2 separate regions of the Mus musculus genome follow, and region 2 is linked to region 1. The links are chromatin contacts, called in public Hi-C maps. All regions are on one chromosome and are shown on one strand. The core of a region is the stretch at or near the end of the contact, and the rest is flanking DNA. Distances in the headings are between cores, read along the strand shown.

Region 1 (6,922 bases), core at 1,244-3,743:
AACCATAGGCAACTTAGGCAACACTTATAAGTATTTATTTGGCACTGCTCCACACTTCATATATACATTTTCCTTCATAACAATCCCATGATATAGAATATTGTGGCTGAAGCACATATATGATTTGCCTAATGTTGCAATCTTACTTAGTGTCAGCATCAGGATAGTAACAAGGCTTGTTTTTATAACTATGTAACACTGCCTTTCCCTACTATTCTTTTAAATCAGTTTTATATTTTGTGGAAACAAAACTGAGCTTCACATTGCATTCTCGATTAAATTGAGACTGTCAAGTTAGAGAGAAAAAAAATGACTTTCTCCAAAAGCTTAAGGAATGGCAGACAAAATGACACAGGGCCCCAAGAGGAGTGTGTAACTAAAATGATCTCATGAGACGTAAGACTCGAGGCTTACAGTGAAATTGCTAGTCTACAGCTTGAAACACGGGGAACAAAAGAAATTGTGGGACTTGGCTGTTAGGCAGGACAAGCAGACAAGAGCAGGGGGAGCATGGCACACGAGCCAGGAGCAGAACAAAGACTTCCATTTGATGGCAGGGACTCTAGGAGAGAAATGGAATTTGGTGGTAGACATAAATAGGAAAATTGTTCTAGAAGGTAGGTGGTAAGAGAGGGGCACAGGACAGCAAGGATTTTTAGCCCAAAAGGCTACACACTCTCCTGCTAGGAAATGCAGCACTCAGCGTTCACTCACCAGAGAGTGAGAGTACTCAGTGCTAAGTTCTCTTCTAGAATGCATGAAATATCCAGACATTGCTCAGCCAGGTATGAGAAAGGCCCACACTGAGAGAGAGTTATGTAACCAGAGTATGAACAGAAGACAGCAAACAGGAAGCACCAGGCACCACTTTAGAAAAGGCTGAGAGTAGGAGAGACTATAAAGTGTGGTCAGCACTGCTGGTTATGGACTGGGAAATAGCAAGTACACCAGAGTCAGAGCTTAGAGGTTCTATGGCTACAAATCTGAGTAGGGTACTGTAGTCAGGGGGCTGGCTTGTTGGTATGGGAAAGGTTAGTTGTACCCTAAACGACACAACATAGGAAAGTACAGATTCTTTGCATTCTGGGAAACCCCAGACTCTGGGATTTGGCAGAAGTAATGTCTTCCTCATCAAACCCAGTATAGGAATGGAGCAAGACAGTGTGGACATAAGAACAAGAGTTCACTATTCTCATTAGGGAACATGTTCTGTCATGGGACCTACAAGCATAGCCAATGTATTACCCGTGCTCTGATGGACACCTGAGGGTAGATTAGCCCAGAGGGAGCATAGCACATGGGCCTGTAGCAGAACAAAAGCCTTTCATTTGATGGCAAGGACTCTAGGTGAGAAACAGGATTTGGTTGCAGAGATAAATAGAAAACCTCTTTTAGAAGGTAGGCTGTTCATAGGGGCACACAGCAGCAAGAATTTTTAGCCCAAAAGGCTACACACTCTCCTACTAATCAATGCAAAGTTCAGAGGAACTGAATGCAAGAATGCAGGGAAGAATTGTCTCAACGCCTTTAGATTCCTGAGTGTGCTGCTGGATTGGGGGGAACAAAACCATGTTGCTAGCCCAGTAAACGATAATTTGCTTTAATAGTCTGCAATCAACATGGGTCATCTTAAAATGCATTAATGTATTCCATATTAGAGATAAGAATTACCTTTTTGACCACATTTGGGTTTAAAGTCAGATCTTATGAGAGATGGGCTCCTTTGTACGCTTACAGAAGTACTTGAAGTAGCACAGGTAGCCTTGATCTTTGAGACTACACCTCTTGCATGCAGTCATTAGAAATCAATTGGGATAGAGGTTGTAAACAGGGCACTATGTATTGGGCTACCTGCTGACTATAGCCTAAAATATATGGCTGAGAACCACAGTGGTCAGTCCTGACAGTCTTCCATAACAGTAGCATCCAGAAGCATGTTAGATTTGAGGTGGGGAGATCCACATGTATCATTTATTCATAGAAAATCATGCCAGTGAATTCCCAGCCTGCTAATCAAATACAGGATCCACAGCTTAGGACTGTAGAGAACTGAACTGAAAGTACAGAAAGTGAGAGCGTTAACTTGAAATTCTATACTAGCTAATGAAAACCAGATTTAAATAATTTTTAATGACAAAATATATTTGGGGAAGTTTTCAACAGGGACAGTGACTGCTAATATCATTACTAAATACTGATTAAATTCATAATATTTGCCCATACTTCATTTCAGTATTAAAAATACAACCAGGAAACGGGCACTAACCAGGAAAGGGGTACTGGCCTTGTTTTGAAGGCCTCACACACCAGACCACTGCAGTCATGTGTTTTAGACTGATGTCAAAGCTTAAAGACCACTGAATACCAGTTCTCTTGGGGGTAGGGAAGGCTTTATAGAAAGGGAAGTATTTAAGCTCAATCATAATCAGAAGAGAGTTACTAAGCAGGCAAGAGGGTAAAGAAACAGTACAGAGGGAGGGCAGTGACGGGAGGCATGTGGGTGAGTCACCAGCGGACAGCTAAATACCACGTGGGGTCTGGAATGGAGCAGGAATAGCCAGATGATATTAGTGGAAAATTTACTGTGTAAAACAAAACAACCCCCCCAAACCCCTTTACCCTAACAAAATTTTATTCCTTAGATATGTTTACTCCTAATATGCCTCCACTAATGTAAATAGTTATAATGTAAGATGACTTGGGAGAAGAACTTATGGGTTGTCTTAGGGTTTCTATCCCTGCACAAACATCATGACCAAGAAGCAAGTTGGGGAGGAACTTACTCAGTTTACACTTCCTACACTGCTGTTCATCACCAAAGGAAGTCAGGACTGGAACTCAAGCAGGTCAGGAAGCAGGAGCTGATGCAGAGGCCATGGAGGGATGTTCTCTACTTGGCTTGCTTCCCCTGGCTTGCTCAGCCTGCTCTCTTATAGAACCAAGACTACCAGCCCTGAGATGGTTCCACCCACAAGGGGCCCTCCCCCCTTGATCACTAATTGAGAAAATACCCCAGCTGGATCTCATGGAGGCACTTTCCCAACTGAAGTTCCTTTCTCTGTGATAACTCCAGCTTGTGTCAAGTTGACACACAAAACCAGCCTGTACACGGGTATATTACAGATCTGTGAATCTAAAACAACCACTAAAAAAAAGACAAGTGTATGTATCATATGTCTGGTCCATGAGATTTCTCAACATGAAAAGCCCAGAGATCTTAAATAAGAAGATCTCAGTAGCTGGGCAGGCAGAGTCAAGCATGACTGTAATAATTTGCTACTCAAGAGGCTGAGGCAAGAAGACTGCTTTCAGGGGCCAACCTAAGGCAACTCAGCAAGACCCTTTCCAAATATACCAGGGGAAAGTTCGTGGTATAGCTCACTGGTATAGAGCCCCCCTACCACCATCCTCAGGGTCTTTAGCCTGTGGCTAAACAGGAGCAACATGGTGGAAGTTCATGTGAATGGTGAATGGTGGCATCATGAACCACTGATGGGACCGAGCAGCGGAGAGAGTGGTGACAACCCGTTTCTACATGAGATGGGAACAGAAGAGGAAACCTGTACCTATTAAAGAAAGAAGAAAACTGCTGACTGGATAGCTAGACATGGAAGCAGTTATAGATGCAGGAGGAAGAAAGGACACTGGAAGAAGTCCTGGGGGCAGGAAGTAGAACTGGCTTTGGAGAGAAGGCACCTTCTCTCATCCCTGAGACAGGAAGTAGGAAGAAAGAGAGGAGTGTAGATAAGGGTCAGGTCAGGAGGCAGGGAGAAAGCACAGGAAGTTTCTATTTCCTCTAGAAGGCAGAAAAGACTCCTGGAGCCAGGTGATGGTAGACCTTCACCAGCAAAAGGAGGATTTTTGAGAAAAACTGCATCTGCCTTCTGAGTGCTGGAATTAAAGATTATACTGCCACGCCTGGTCTCTAACCTTATTCGAAAGGGTGCTATTTTTAGTCATTTTTTTCCCTTTTCTAAAGCTAGAAGACGTGCAGCCAGTAACTATGCCCTGCTCTTGATCGCGATCATCAATAGGAACCACTGGTACCTTATGCACGATGAGCTCGTGTGTGCCATCTGGGAGAGTCCTTCCGTCTTCTTGCATCAGGGGCACGAAAGAGAAACCGAACAACTTCTTTTCTCCTTTCTCCTTTGCTGTAAGGAGAGTAATGACTTGCTTACTAGAAGTACACAAATGATATACAAGAAGCAGAGCATCAACAACCATAGCCCCATGCCCTGCACGTGCCTGGTCCTCACACACTGGGGAGCAGCTTCTGTGGTAGACACCTTTTCTGAATGCTGTACTCAGGCTTCCGAAACTTTAGGTTACATTCTCTGCCCAATTGTCTTCGTAGGACTCGAGACCTGAAATTATGTTCTAGGCAATGCCTGGACTGCTTTCTGCTCTCATCTCTTCCCCAGCCCCTCAGCACTTAGCTTCCCTATTTGTTTGTTTATCAAAAGGGGTCTGGGATATGGTAGCATCTCAAAAAATAATGTTTAATGGAGGAAGAATGATGTAAGGAGCCAAGCTTCATCAGTGGGCCTCTGAAGGAGAACTTTCAAGCTCTGCCCTGGTCAGTGCATGAGGACAGAGCCGCTGTAGAGCTGTTTCCCTAGCTTCCGCCAAGGCTCCTGGTGGGGAAAAAACCCCTACAAATTATAAGCTGCCATTTACTTTGGGCTGTCTATAGTGTCCTGCAAGTAGGAAGTGAGGTGGGGACTTTTCAGACACCAGACACCTGATTAAGGACAACCTTGGTGCAGAGAATTCTGGCTGTCATTTACAGGAAAGGAAATGGAGACCAAGGACTGGAAGCAGCTTGCTCTAGGACTTTCAAGGCATCTCAGTCCTCCTAGCAGGGCTGCTTTTCTCCCCAAATAGAGCAAGTGTTAAGGCTTTCAGTTCACGTGCATTCTCCCCTGGTATGTGCGTATGTGAGTAGTCACTGAGGCTCCAGGCAGGAGCCTGTGATAGCGGTAGTGTGGTTCTTTCCCATAAGCTTGGCATTGGATCATAATCCTTGATAACAACAGCTCAGCTCTGGGACCCAGTGAGACCTGAGCTAAGTTAGATGTTCAGGGAATTGCGACCATTACTCAAGGGCTTTAGTTGTGCACTCTTCCCTAACAACTGCCCTCACCACTTGATGGAGGGGGGTAGCGCCCCTAACAAGAGGACATCCCAGGATATGTGAACTCACTAAAAATGTGTGCTTCAAAGGAAGAGGACTTCCTTTCCAAATGATTGATACCCAGTCTAGAGTGAAGGTGGGAAAAGACTAACATTTCTAAAAGCTATCAAAGTTACAGCAGAAGCATTAAGAACCAGGTTTCCCCACAACAGTGCAGCAACTCATGATCCACAAAGCTGTAGTTTGTAACATGCAATTAAAACCAAAGAGAATCGAGAGTCTACAGCAAGTACAATTAACAAAGACAAGAAACAAAGCCAATAGGCTTTTCAAATTAACCATGCATCATAAAATAAGACATTGATGGTTTAAGACCATGGCCACTGTCCTAGGCTATCAGTGAGTTGAATGGACTGTTGAAGACATCAGCCCAGTATGACATCCTTTTGCTAACACAATACCTGAAGTTTGTGGATGGTTCCTCCTAACTCTCCAGGTACTTCCCCATTCCTCTAACCACACTTCTCATTTTTCTAGCCCTAGCCCATGGAAACCACTGAGCATTTTATTAGCTCCCTAGTTTTGCCTATTCTAAACTGCTGCACAGCTGAAGTCACACAGCACGAGGCCTCTTCAGACTGGCTTTGTTCACTGTGGTGTTCATTTAAGGCTCTGTCGTGTACTGGCACAGATTGATGGCTCATTCATTTTTATTTTTGAAACTGAAATAATTTTCCTCCCTTCCCTCGTCACCCCTTGTCCCTCCCACATACTCAGTACTAGATAACCACCTGGGGGCTCTTCCCTTGGGAAGACTTTCTCCTGCTCTCGGCATTCCTTAGTTGTCTATAATTCTTTATCTAGGGCCCCACTCGACTTACTTCTCCCTTGTTAGGCATATCTATTGGTGTGATAAAGACATCTCATTTAGCACTGAGAGCTCCAGAGTCTCTGCACACTGTCCAGTTGGGGATTTCTTGTTACCCACAATCCGCTTTGAATAGAAGCTTTGGAATCCTGTTGGATAATGCTCAACTGAGTCCCAGCCTAGTGTGGCTGCTTTGGATTACTGGTAGAAAGGTTCTGTGAGTGGGTAAAGCCACAAAGGACTGGAGATGGGCTAGAAGCAATGGGTGAAAGGGGCTACCAGGAAGAAGTAGGGGATCCTGTTTGTATACCAAGAGGCTAAGTCCCTAAGGAATTAAGAAAACTATTTTAAAATTAAAATGACCTTCAGATTATCAGTTTTTCTTTTCATGGATCTGTTCCTGAGTATAAACCATGGTTATCTAAATTTTCTTCTATGTTACCTTCCAGGACTTTTATAGTTTGATATTTTACATTTACACCTATAATTCAATTTGAGTTAATTTTTTTTAAGAATATATAGTCTGTAGCTAGATTTCAATTTTAGCTGAGGATGAGCTGATATACCAGTACCATGTACCTCTATGGACTTGACTTTGCTTCTTTGTCAAAGATGTTTTGTCTATCTATATCTATTTCCATCTATATCTGGGTTCTCCATTCTGTTCTACTGATACTTTTTCTAGTCCTTCATACTAGGCAAGGTGTGTTGATTTCTGTATTTTTTTCTAGAACTTGATGAATAGTCTAGTAGGACCTTATTCTAGTATCTCTACTCACTGAGTGCTGGAATTAGAGGCTTGTGCCACCATCTGCTATATATTGTACCAGTACTGAACTTGGGGCTTTGTGCTTGCTAGGCAAGCACTCTACCAAAGGAGATATACCCCAACCCAGTATACTTTATGGTGAGTCGTA
Region 2 (6,922 bases), core at 2,611-5,110, 89 kb before region 1:
CGAGCCAGTAAGCCACACCCCTCCATAGCTTCTGCTTCAGTTTTAGCCTACTTTAGTTTCTGCCCCAGCTTCTGTTGATGATGGACACAGGAGATCCATTCTTTCTTCATCAACTTCCTTTTGGTCATTATTACAGCAAGAGAAACCAGAAGAAGCTAATGAATTTGCTAATTAAGGAACATAGGTTTTTCTTTGAATGATAAAAGGCTGTGAATTTGAATCTGGAGCACAGGAGGGTGATTCAAAATGTAGCCAGGATTTAGAAAGGGGCAAAAAAGGACCCAGTCATTGGTGATTTTAAGAAGCCTTGGTAGCTGCACAGCTCTTGAGTTGAGTTCCAACCTCAGCTTCAGAGGAATAGAGTGAGATGTATTGTGGTCCAGGCAGAGCCAGATATGGAAGTGTTCTCTGTGTACTTGCCTGGCTACCTGTTGGTTCCTTTCTTGTGAGGATTAAATGTGAGATGGACAGGGTTCTCACCAAGGGTGAAAAATGGGTGGAAACGGAAACAGTTGAAATCATAGAGGCTGCCATGGGAGATGCAGTAAATGTGCAAGAATCACAGTGAAGACATTTTAGGGACTGTGCTGTGCTTGGAAGAAGTGTCTAGCCAACCGTGTTCCTGTCTTATACCATGCGGGTCTATACCAACTGCTCCTAGGTTCTGTTCCTTCAAGCCTGAATAACTCCTATGTTCTACTAATGACCTACTTCAGGGGTCACTCCCCTTGTTCTCCTATCCCTTGTTCTTCTCCCAACACTGTAGTGCTTGAAAGTTCCTCAGAGAAAACGGAGCTAGTCTCATCTCAGGATTAAGAGAACAGAGGCCTGTGTGCTCACAGACGTGCATGGAAGGACACAAAGGGCCCTGATGGTCAGATTCATAGAAAGAGAGAAGGCAAGGAAAATTAGTGTTTAACAGGAAAGCGTTTCAGTTGGGGAAGCGGAGAAAAGTTCTAGGGTCAATGGTGATGGCATAGACTGCACACTTAACAATAGTTATGGTAGAAAAGGGCATGTGACATATACCCCCAAATTAACAACAACAAACAACAAAAAGTTTCTAACCTCTTTACTACTTCCCAGACATGCTCGTCCTTAGGAGGGCAGGCATAGGTGAGTGGTGCCTGGGCAAGTCTGAGAAAGTAGAGATGCTGACTGGTGACCAGAGGAAGCTGAGAAATGACTGCTGGTGTCACAGAGAGGTGGCAGGACAAATCACAGCTGCTTTAGAATCTGACTGGGAAGGTGACCATCCACAGCCGAGGGATGCATGCACGCAGAGGGCACCATGGACTGTGCTGATCAAGGAAAAGCGTGCACACCTTGCAGGTGTCCCACCCCCACAACCCCCTACACAGCTGGTTTTCAATAACTCAAAAGTTTTAAGTGTTACTGTGGGAGCTGACGCAGATGGGAGAGGAATAGATTCTAAGGGACAGAGAGTTTGAGATTCCAAACAAAGTACCCCTGCACGGCTTACTGCAGGCCATCCCATTATTTCCACAAGCAGACAGCGAGGAAGGCGATATCCAAAGAGAAACAGCACAGAAGGCTGGAGATGAATCGGGAAGGCGAGGCGACCACACAGAAGGCTGCAGGGGGTTACATCATTTGGACAGTGTAAGGAAGGTTCCCCAACAAGCTCCCTGTTTTCAAGGACGCATACAGAAATGAGGACATCTGAGAGAAAGGATGCGAGGGCCAGCGAGATGACTCCGAGGTAAAGATGCTTAATGTGCGGGCCTGGTGACCTCGGTTTGATCCCTGCAACCATGGAATGGTGGAAGAGAGAACTGACTCCTAGAACTTTCCTGTGACCTCCACACCCACATGGCACACAGGTGCCATAAATAAATACAGTAAGTAAGATGTTAGATGGGAGGAGCACATATTGATTATGATTTAGGGAACATGGAACTTTGAGCAAGTAAAGAAAAAGCATCCATCTCTGATATCTTAGACAAATCTGGACTTTCTTGAAAAATCAAAAAAACATCTGTGCAGACATGGAATAACTGTTGTCAGCTTATTTTCTCAATTCTTGCTTTTATCAGTTTTTAAAGTTAAACAGTTTACCCTACTGCATTGTTCTCTCATGATTCAGGCATTATCAGCACTGAAGGAAACCCATCACACCAGGTGTTAAAGTTTAATTGATGAGCACATTCATCAGGGATGCACTTATTTAGGTCTCATATCCCTAGTCTCTCTCCTAGGAGCTGAGAAGACTAAGAACGAGAAACAAGAAATTCATCCTTAGCTGGGAATCATCTGTCTGTCTAGACACATGCACACCACCATATGTGTATGTGTGTGTGTATGTTTGTGTGTTAAATAATAATACATATTATATAAAATATAACTAATAAAAAACAACATGATAAGTGCTTTAAAATAGAGACTATGGGGTTGGAAAGATGGCTGGCTTGGTGGCTAAGACTGCTTGCTGCTCTTCCACAGCACCCTCCTTTAGGTTCCAGCACAGACATGAGGCCGTTCACAATTGCCTGTGACCCCAGCTTCAGAGAATCCAATACCCTCATCTGGCCTCTTCAAGTACCCATCTCTCCCTCTCCCTCTCCCTCTCCCTCTCCCCCTCCCCCTCCCCCTCCCCCTCCCCCTCCCCCTCTCTCTCCCCCTCTCTCTCTCTCCCTCTCTCTCTCCCCCTCTCCCCCCCCTCTCTCTCACACACACACACACACACACACACGCACACACACACACACACACACACCCTTTTTAAAGAGAGAGAGAGAGAGAGAGAGAGAGTAGAGAAAGAGATGTTAAGATCAGTTCAGCCATGGATAAAGGATGGTAGGTGTAGTCAGTAAAGGAACTTGAAGGAAAAGAACCCCAGTACAGGAACTACTTTGAGGAGAAAGAATCCATAGACCTCAGCATTCAAGCTGAGGGAGGCTCCAGACTGTAAACAAATGCTACATAGATAGTGGGACCAGCTAGAGGTCTTAAAGGCATGTTACAATTCTCGAGATGTTACAGAAAGGACTTCTTCACTCACTTAGAGACCTGTGCTAAGGCCCCAGTTCAAGAGTTCCCTGGAAGAACAGCGGGCAAAGCCCTCAATTTGTCATTCCCAAACGCACAGGAAGGATTCTGATTAAGGTGGCGTGAGCACCTTCCCCTCGACTTTCCCCAGTAAGTAAGTAAGTAATTCGACAGAATATGTGAGGTGCTTAGAGGATCTTGAAAAGTAATTAGGAACAAACAGAGCAACTAGGAAAAGCCACCCCTGAAGATGATCATGATGTGTTTGGTTGCCTAATTTTATTTTCTTCTTTTTATGTCTCCTGTCTCAGACTTTCTGCAAATGGGATCAACCACAGGTCCCGGAAGACCTTTTCTCTTACAGAGCTGGGGCAGGGCTTCCGGTGACACAGAGCTCTTAAACTCTCTGGCTTCCTCCACCTTCCAACCTCAGCTTCACAGCCAGAACACTAAGAACTGGGAGTGCCTGGGCCACGGGAAGAATGGGGAATCAGAGAGAAAAAGGAGTTTGAGAGAGACATAAGTAACACAGTAGTGCAGACCATAAGCAAAAACTGGAGACCTGCCTTGGGTGGTGCACATGCAGAGAACTGGAATGTAGTACCGAGGTCTTAAAAATCAGACATTAGAATCATAACCTCTAGATGGTGGCACAGGACCTGAGCTTTAAACGTAACTGGACTGATTGCCAAAATTAAAAATAACAATTTTGACAGAATGCTGAATCTAGTAACATAATGTTCAAAAGGTCCAGGATGTAATCTAAAATTACTTGGCATTCAAGAAACCACAGAACTAAATAACTATCCAAGGGAAAAAGCAATTAACAGATGCCAACCCCACGATGACTCACATCTTGGAATCTTAGACTAGGAAGCAGCTATTGAAACCATGCTCCATGTAGTGAATGTGAACACTCCTGAACAACTGAAAAGGTGAATTCTTTGCATAGAAACTGAAGCTATGAGAAGAAAACAACAACACGAAATTTTTAGAATGGAATGGTAACAAAATAAACATTTCAGCAGAGAGACCCAATTCAAGTCAGCTGAGTGAAGATGACCGAAAGCATCTGTGGGCTTGACATAAAGCAAAGTTAACTAACTGCCCTAAACCATGGTCAGAAGTGAAGTTGCAGGGGGCTGGGAGGTGGGGGGGGGGGATGGCAGAGTCTCAGGACTCAGGGAACAATGACCAGAGGCCAAATACTCATTCCACGGCAGTCCTAGAAGAAAGGATTGGTATGTAAAATATATTTTGAGAAGATAATGCCGAAAACCTTTTCAGATTTGATGAAGGGAATAGATTTCTAGATCCGAAGAGCATGGCAATACCAAACACACTAAGCTTCGAGAAAACCATGTCTATGTATGTCATCATCAAACTACCGAAGACCAAATACAAATTCTCAAAAGCAACCAGAAAACACCATACAATCAGTCATTAAAAGATTATATACTTCTCACCACACGCAGGGAGTCCAGGAGATAATAACAACACTTTTGCAGTGTAAAAATGAAAGAACCATTCACTTAAAATTCCAACTACAGCACACATGGCTTTCAGAGATGAGGGTGTGCTATGGTTGGGTTCAGCAATGTCCATCAAAGCCCTGTGTGTTAAAGCTTGGTCCTGGGTTCGAGAGAAAGCTCAGGAGTTAAGAATACTTGTTCTTCCAGTAGATCTGACTCCCATTCCCAGGATTCAAGTCGGGTGGATCACAACCACTTGTAATTCTAGCTTCACAGGATCTAACACACTCCTGTTTCTTTGGAGGATTCCTGCACATGTACAGCATTCACTCACACATATACAAGCACATAAAATAAAAATCTTAGAAGCAGCATCTTGGTCCTTCCATCAGTGATGTGGAGAGATGGCTGGAAACTGTAAAAGAGATGGCTTGGTGGAAAGGCTTGGGTTATCAGTGTCATGCATGAAGTGACTGTGAGGCTCCTTTCTTCTTTCTCTTGTGTCATAGTCATACCATGAGAAGTTAGGTTGTACCAGGCACTTTCCCCACCATTATAAGCTACTTTGCTACAAGTCCAGAAGTGACAGAGCCAACTAACAATGGACCAAAACCTTCAAATTCCTGAACCAAAACAAACCTCTCTTCTTCATCAGTTGATTATCATATATACTCCGTTTCAATAACTGAAAGCTGACGACTACAGAGGGCAATAAAGATATCTTTACATGGAGAGAAATGGAAGAGAGCACCACTAGCCAATCTCTTAAGCAGTAAAATTCTTCAGGGCGAATAAAAATGTAGGGAACCAGAGAACTTCACAAATGGAGAGTCATCAAAGTAGCCAGTATCTTAGTAAACACAGAGCTCTTTTTACAAGTTCTTTAAAATCGGTATGACCATTCCAGTGAATAGATATCCCATATTTAACACATATCCTACAAGTACAGCACAGAGTAGGGTGTCTATAAAGACCCCATGTTTAAATTAAGACAGCAAACCCCCATTACAAGCGTGTTGTAATGAGGTATGTACTCCATAATGCCAAGGGCAATCTCAAAACAATCATGCATAGATGAAGTAGAAAATACAGCACTAAGAAGCATACACATAATTAAAATTCATTAAGGTTTTAGAAGAGACGTGTCAGAGTCTTCATCCCTAACTGTGAAAGGAAGAGGAGTTACCATAGCAAACGCATCAGTACCTAGCTCCCTTCCCCACCTGAGTCCCCAGCACTCTGACCTGTGAAGTTCTGCGCCTTGAGATGCAGATCGTAGAGTTTGTGGATGTAGCGGATATACATCTCCTCCTTGTTCAGCTCCGTCTTATAGAAGTTCTGTGAAAAAGAGCACAGACCTGCGTGTTTCCTCAGTATTCAGGCACACACACACACACACACACACACACACACACACACACACGCCCTTTTACATTGTTGAAGTTCCATGCCTCCAAGTCAAGAGAACACATGCATTCTTTTCCCTCCTGAGTATTGTTTTAATAATACAATGAGGAGACTAAATGACAGCGACAGATTTTCAACCTGACACTGTGTTAAACATCTGACAACTAGTGGACAAGCTGGGAATTCTTGGGTTATAATCAACAATTCAAATTTCTTCTTTCATTCTATTTTCTTTTTCTTCTAAGACAGGGTTTTGTATGTGGCCCATACTGGCCTTGAACCCACAGCCCGATCCTTCTGCCTCAGATTCTAAGAGCTGGAATTACCACTATGCCCAGTTGTTCTCTTGTTAGTTTCCATTATTCTTAGTTTAGCTGTCAAGTGGGCAATCAGCCTATTTAACTAAAATATTAAGAAAATGTAACAAATCACCTACATATTTAATATGCTGGTTGGCAGCAAGGACATCTTCTTTAATTTCATGTATACCTTTTTCTAAAGAAAGTACTCTCTAGGACATAAAGGAAGGATTATGGAGTTTTTCTTGCTAGGTGGGATTGCACATGCCTTTAGTCCCAGCAGAAGTCAGGGGCAGGCAAATCTCTGAGTCTGAAGCCAGCCTGGTCTATAAAATGAGCTCCTGGTCAGCTTGAGTTATACAGAGAGACCCTGTTTCAACAACAAACCAACCAACCGAAAAGCATCTCTCTCTCTCCTGTGGGTTTCTGTTTCATTTTGCTTGTTTTTGTTTTTGAGACTGGCCTTAGTATGTAGTCCTGGCTGGCCTGGAATTCATTACTCAAACTCCCAGAAATCCCGGTCCCTGCTCCCCCCATGCTGGGAGTAAAGCACTCCTGGCAGCTGTATTAAGTTTTAATGTTTCTTGTTTATGTTTAAAACACAAACCAGAGAATTTTATGTCTGCTTATTATCATGGAATGGGTTTACTGGAAATATTAAATTAAATAACCTTACTTATTTATTTATTTATTTACAAATCTGAATTTTACTAAAATTCTCTAAAATATTTTACC

What was found. A called contact is a pair of places that touch in the nucleus more often than the background predicts.
Region 2: a Hi-C map of the STO cell line shows a contact between it and region 1, with 2.0 times the contacts expected there. The contact joins two enhancer-like sites. A contact is called at or near these places in 11 of 484 Hi-C or Micro-C datasets (the STO cell line, cerebral cortex, embryonic stem cells and 6 more) and 2 of 9 other capture datasets (embryonic stem cells and pancreatic islet).

What each region holds. Positions count from the first base shown.
Region 1 is chr12:40,708,027-40,714,948 of GRCm38.p6, reverse strand. It overlaps Dock4 (dedicator of cytokinesis 4), which reads right to left. Exons shown (of 53, transcript NM_172803.2): 16 at 4,048-4,154. Among named protein-coding and RNA genes, the nearest start is that of Dock4, 270 kb to the right of the region's middle. Within about 2 kb of position 2,493, at least 18 of the 459 cell types and tissues checked have an H3K27ac peak or open chromatin away from gene starts, as enhancers often do. A contact at or near this core is called in the STO cell line, where this site is marked.
Region 2 is chr12:40,798,554-40,805,475 of GRCm38.p6, reverse strand. It overlaps Dock4 (dedicator of cytokinesis 4), which reads right to left. Exons shown (of 53, transcript NM_172803.2): 36 at 5,726-5,819. Among named protein-coding and RNA genes, the nearest start is that of Immp2l, 220 kb to the left of the region's middle. Within about 2 kb of position 3,860, at least 17 of the 459 cell types and tissues checked have an H3K27ac peak or open chromatin away from gene starts, as enhancers often do. A contact at or near this core is called in the STO cell line, where this site is marked.